Regions from separate parts of the Ovis aries genome. Here region 1 is linked to region 2. The links are chromatin contacts, called in public Hi-C maps. All regions are on one chromosome and are shown on one strand. Each heading gives the region's core, a stretch centred on a gene start, on an enhancer-like site or on the middle of the called end of the contact. The rest is flanking DNA. Distances are from core to core; before and after follow the strand shown. Region 1 has its middle 84 kb from the start of EPCAM. Region 2 has its middle 48 kb from the start of EPCAM.

Evidence for each region. A called contact is a pair of places that touch in the nucleus more often than the background predicts.
Region 1: a Hi-C map of tail adipose tissue shows a contact between it and region 2, with 2.5 times the contacts expected there. The contact joins two enhancer-like sites. A contact is called at or near these places in 6 of 16 Hi-C or Micro-C datasets (hypothalamus, liver, omental adipose tissue and 2 more).

Annotation. Positions count from the first base shown.
Region 1 is chr3:77,114,284-77,116,983 of ARS-UI_Ramb_v3.0, forward strand. No RefSeq gene overlaps it. Among named protein-coding and RNA genes, the nearest start is that of EPCAM, 84 kb to the left of the region's middle. Within about 2 kb of position 1,343, at least 19 of the 54 cell types and tissues checked have an H3K27ac peak or open chromatin away from gene starts, as enhancers often do. A contact at or near this core is called in hypothalamus and tail adipose tissue, where this site is marked.
Region 2 is chr3:77,077,306-77,080,390 of ARS-UI_Ramb_v3.0, forward strand. No RefSeq gene overlaps it. Among named protein-coding and RNA genes, the nearest start is that of EPCAM, 48 kb to the left of the region's middle. Within about 2 kb of position 1,771, at least 27 of the 54 cell types and tissues checked have an H3K27ac peak or open chromatin away from gene starts, as enhancers often do. A contact at or near this core is called in hypothalamus and tail adipose tissue, where this site is marked.

The sequences.
Region 1 (2,700 bases), core at 93-2,592, 37 kb after region 2:
GCATGATTTTCCACTTTAAATAACTATCCTTTAACCGTTTTAAATATCTGTCTCAGACTTCCCTGGTGGTCCAGCGGCTAAGCCTCCTCAGTCTGAATGCAGACGGTTCGGGTTCAATCCCTGTTCAGGGAACTAGGTCCCACAGGCTGCAGCTAAGAGTTTACATGCCACAGCGAAGACCCAGTGCGGCCAAATAAATAAATAATAAATATATTTGAAAAATTAATATCTGTCTTGTGCTTAAGCTAAAGGAATAGAGAAGGAGGGGAGGAGAGGAAAGCAGGGTAGGACACAAGAGAAGAGAAAAAAAAAGAAAGGAAGTCTGGAGGGAAGGATTGAGGTGGAGAAGGGGTGGGAGAGGATCAACATAACCCAGGAGGAAGCCGAAGAAAAGAATCCTCTTGTCCTGCAAGCACGCAAATGCGCTTCCCCTGCTTGAAGGAAAAGTCTTGATTTTGAGTCAGCTATGACAGGCCCTCTCCGTTCGTCAGTCCAAGAGGGAACTTATTTTCTGCCTCTCTTGTTTCCCAGGTCACCAGTTATATTAAGCCACGGTCCCTTGGTGGCTGCTGTCTACAATTTTTCCACTCCCCACCCTTTTGAGTCAGATTGCAAAATAAGGACATTTTGAAACTTGGACTTTCGGTGATGAAGTTGAAGAATTGTGGCCCAGGACACTTGGGCTCTGCGGAGCTGGGAGGATCCTACTTGAGGGTCTTGTTTAGGTCAGTAACAGGAAGGCAAGCAGCGCCACCAGGCTGCTCCCACGGGTGCTCAGACCCTAGCCTATAGCCCAGGCCTTCCCCAGCGGCAGGACATGGCTGCTCCTGTGGCACCCTGTCCGGAGATTAGAAATAAGCTCTTTGCCCTGAAATGTCCCCACAGGCCTGGCATGGATCTGAAATCTAGAGAGTCAGTCATCATCATTCTAACAAGCCCTTAATAATCTGTCCTCAACCAATCTTTCCAAGCTTACCTCCTGCCACACCTGCCTTGCATCCTGCATTCCAGCCAGGCCAGCCTACCTGCTAGTTCCCTGAACAAGTTAATGTTTTCATACCTCTGCCTTTGTGCTCGCTCTTCACTCCTATCTCAGTTTGGAATGCCTTTTCCCTTTCTCCTTTGCCCAATGGCGTCATCCTCACGCTTTCCACTGATCTCCAGGCAGAGTGAATCATATCCTTCCTTGAGCCCTCGAGTGCACTTTACATGCATCTGTACTTGGACAGAACTCTCATCTCTCTAGTTTGTAATTATTTGCCTGTCTGCCAGTCTGTTCTTCAAGGGCAAGAGCCCAGGCTTTTTCACGGTCTGTCCTGGTACTTGGCTTACTGCCTGGCACATTCATGCAGTCATTTCACAAATGTACTGAGCACTGAATATGAGCCTGGCTGTTTACTAGATGCTGGATGAGAAATAAAAATGGATACCGAAATAAACGGATGAGAAAGAAAACAGTTCTCTGTCCTTATGGAGCTTATATACTTGTTGGGAAGGCAGACAACATGCAAATAAACAGAAATAAGTAATATGTCAGGTTGTGATAAATGATAGAATAGCAACTGAGGGGCCGAACAGGCCAATGGCCCAGAGGATGAGGGAGGGTGTTATTTTAGACAGGAAAGACAGGGAAAGCCTCTCTCCCTAAGATGGCATTTAAATAAGGACCTGAAGGAGGTGAGGGGGTGGGTCACGTGGACAACTAGGGAAACAGCATTCCAGGCAGAGGGACTAGCAAGAGCCAGAGTCTGAGATGGGAGCATGTCTGCTGAGTTCATGGGACTGCAGGTGGATATGGCCACAGGAGTGAGTGATAGCGAAGCTGTAGACAGAGGCTCCAATAAGTCATTAAGAAGCAGGGGCCAGAGCACTTGGAACCTTTAGGCCTAGGCAGAAACTTCTGTTTTTACCGCAAGTGAGATGGGGAGCCATTACAGGGATTTGAGAAGAGAGACAGTCTAACTTAAGTTTATGAGCATTTATGATCTTATTCGACCTCCTGGCTGTCTTTGGAGAATAGACTGTCTGTGGCGGGTGCTCACAAAGATCATAGATGTGGCGTGAGTACATGTTAAGTCACTCAGTTGTCCTACTCTTTGTGATCCTATGGACTGTAGCCCACCAGGCTCCTCTGTCCAAGGGATTTTCCAGGTAAGAATACTGGAGTGGGTTGCCAGCCCCTCCTCCAGGGGATCAGGTAACGTGTGACCAGATGCAAATGGCCCTTGAGGACAGCATGGGTTTATCCTTGATTGGACAGGAAATGGGAGTATTTGCTCCCTTTATGTTCTGCTGCTTCTCCTTTAGAGAAGCGCCCCAGCCAATGAAGGTTTTCTGCCCCTGGTCATTCAATGAGCCTGGAGAGACCAAACAGAATTCATGGTAAATAAACAGGGAACCTGGCCTGCCAAACCGACAGTTCTGACTTTGCATGTAACCATACACCCAAATGGCAACCCACTCCAGTACTCTTGCCTGGAAAATCCCATGGATGGAGGAGCCTGGTAGGCTGCAGTCCATGGGGTCGCTGAGTCGGACGACTGAGCGACTTCACTTTCACTTTTCACTTTCATGCATTGGAGAAGGAAATGGCAACCCACTCCAGTGTTCCTGCCTGGAGAATCCCAGGGACGGCGGAGCCTGGTGGGCTGCTGTCTTTGGGGTCGCACAGAGTCGGACACGACTGAAGTGACTTAGCAA
Region 2 (3,085 bases), core at 521-3,020:
GAAGTCTAGGCAAGACTGGGGAGGTCTGGGCAAGAATGGGGAGGTCTGAATGCAGGATTAAGGCTGTATGAGGAACAGCCCCTGGGTGAGGTTTTTATTTGCCAAGGGAAATACAAGGTGTGCCCTTCGTGTGTTTAAATACGGAAACTGAGGATCATAATAAATGATATTCAGTAAATACAAGGCATATCATTTCAAAATCACTATCATACTTCACCTTTCTAAAGAATTGTTTGTCTAAATTTATAGCTCATAGTGTAGAGCCAAACCTTAGCAACCATCACGTTTTAGCGTTTTCCAAATTAGCCACTAGTTAAAAATCTACCGGGAAGCTTGGTTTAAAGATACAGATTCCAGCTTCCTCCCACATCTAGTCCAGGGAAGGGGCCTGGGAAACTGCATGAGTCCCAGGTGATTCTGTAAAAGGCAAACTTGACAGGTACCGGCAGGTCAATCCATATTTCACAAATGAGGAAATCGAGGCCTAGAGAGAGGGGACGGACATCCTGCTTGATGTAGAACTGGTCAGTCAGGTGGAGCTGGAAACAACACTGACATTTTCCAACCCCTCCAGGCTGAAGAATGCTTTTTCACAGCATAAAGATTGCTCATGATATTTAAATTCGGGGTACAACAAGACGCAGCTTCACAGGTGGTACGGTTGTAAAGAATCCGCCTGTTAGTTTTCAGAACGAGATTCGGGTTCGACTCCTGGGTCAGGAAGATCCCCTGGAGTAAGAAATAGCTACCCACTCCAGTTTTCTTGCCTGGAAAATTCCACGGACAGAGGAGCCTGGTGGGCCACAGTCCACGGGGGTGCAAAGAGTCGGACACGACTGAGCGACTGAGCATGCACAAAGAGACACAAAAGAGAAAAGCAAGCCCCAGGGCACACACCTGATAGGATCACCAGATGCTCCTGGGCTGAGCCAGCTACAGCTGACCCTCAGACTCAGCACTGAGCATGCTGGCAGCCACGTCTGCAGGGAAGACAGGTCGGGTGACTCTAAGGAGGCAGTAAAATGATGTGTAATAATTTCATTTGATAAGAAAAGCTTTTTCCTTTAACGAACAAAATGGAAAACCCTTCAAACCTTTGCTCTTCTTTTATGGCTGTTACTGGAAAAAGGGGGAAATAAAAGACAGAACATGGCAAAATGAGAGATCTACCCGCTCTCCGTCAGAATTCTTTCTTCCATGTAATTGATCTCACACAGGCTATCTGGTGTTTCAACCTTTTGATAGGCCTTTTGATAAATAACCATGTATTTGAGGTGAAGTGAAAGTCGCTCAGTTGTGTCCAGCATTTTGCAACCCCATGGAATGTAGCCTGCCAGGACTACCTGGACCGTCCATGGGGGTTCTCCAGGCAAGAATACTGGAGTGGGTAGCTGTTTCCTTCTCCAGGGAATCTTCCCAACCCAAGGAGTGAACCCAGGTCTCCAGCACTGCAGGTGGATTCTTTACCAGCTGAGCCACCAGGGAAGCCCACGCGTTAGAAGATGCTGCCTGATGGTCTTCGTGAGACTGGGCTGAGAGGCCTGAGAAGAACCGTGTGACCTGCGGCAAGCCATAGGACTCCCTGGTCTCCTGGTGGGGGAGGGGGGCTGGCTGCGTGTCTTTCCCGAGGCCCCTTGCAGCTGTGGCACCTCTGACTTCCAGCCCTGTCTGACCAGAAGCAGTTTCTGGGTTTGTGTGTATGAGTGTATTGTGTGTGTGATGCGCACCCTAGCACACACGTGGGAACTCAGACCCCGCGCCCCACTTGTGAGGCTACCGCCACTCAGGCAGAACCGTCTCTTGGAGAAAGAAGTTTCTGTTTCCAAGCTTGCGGGCCTGTGAGGAGACACACAATTGCTTTTGTTGTTTGTTCTTCCCCTGTGGGGACAAAAGCCCTTTGAGTTGCTGTGGAATGTACAAAAAGTTCTGCGCTGAAGGGCTGGGCCTGGAAACCTGGAAGCAGGGCTCAGAGCAGGCTGCTTCCACCTGAAGCCCCCAGGGCCCTGCCCAGTCCCTGGGGCTGCCTGCTAAATGCGTCTGCATGGAGGGGAGGGAAAAGAGGGGCCCTCATTCCTGCTCCCGCATCACCTCGGGCAGCTCCGGTGACCGGCAACAACCCATCCGGAGCATGGCCTAGGTGCCGGGGGCTGTCGAGGGAGGCCTGGAGCTTTGCTTGCTCTCTCAACCCTCCCAACACCAGTGAGACTGCACTGTGTTACCCCCATTTTGCAGCTGGGGTGACCAGTCTTCAGAAGGGGACCCAGGGGAACAGTGCTGAGACAGAGCAGCTAGGGCGCTCAAAGGGGGTGTGAGGGGGAAGCAGGGAACTATCAGAGTTCAAGGGCAGGGCCACAGGGCCTCCACGCTTGTGGACACTTTGATCTCCAGTTAAGTAAAAATATAAGCGACTCTTCGGTGGAGGAAAAAGAACCTGCAACCACAAAACCTAATAGTGGAAAAAAACACCACCACCACCACCTAATAGTGGCCTTTCTCATTGCTATTTACATCTTTGGGTGGAACTACTGTCGCAGAGCGAAAGACTCGCCACAAAGAAACGTGCTTCCAAAATACTGTGGGGCTGTGCTATTTTCAGAGGGCAGTTCCCCAAGGCTGCTATTGTCTGTGTTTTTCTAACCAGGATTGGGGCAACGCCTAGGGTGCAGAAGCCAAACACCCATGAACTTTGCTCTCGTTTCAAAATGTAAATGAGTAAGTTCCAGTAGGATGTGCCCAGAAACAGGGCTAAGCAATCAGTGTGCTCTCCCCCTCACCCCCCCTCCCCCCCCCCGCCGCCGGGGGTAGGGGGAATGGGGGTGGGGGAATGGGGGATGGGGGGATGGAGGGATGGCGGGGTGGCGGGGTGGGGGCATGGGACGGGGATGATGGCACCCAGGGCTGCGAACCGTATTGGCGCGTGTTTCAAAGCACTGTGCAGTTGGTCTGTCATTGCCCGGGTCTCAGGGGGGACTGCACAATCTTCCAATCTTCCAAGCAAGAGAGGAAGAAAGGAGAGAGGTGTGGGGATGAGCCCAGCTTTTCAACGCGATCTGTTTAAACAAGACTCTTATCAAAGAGTAATCCG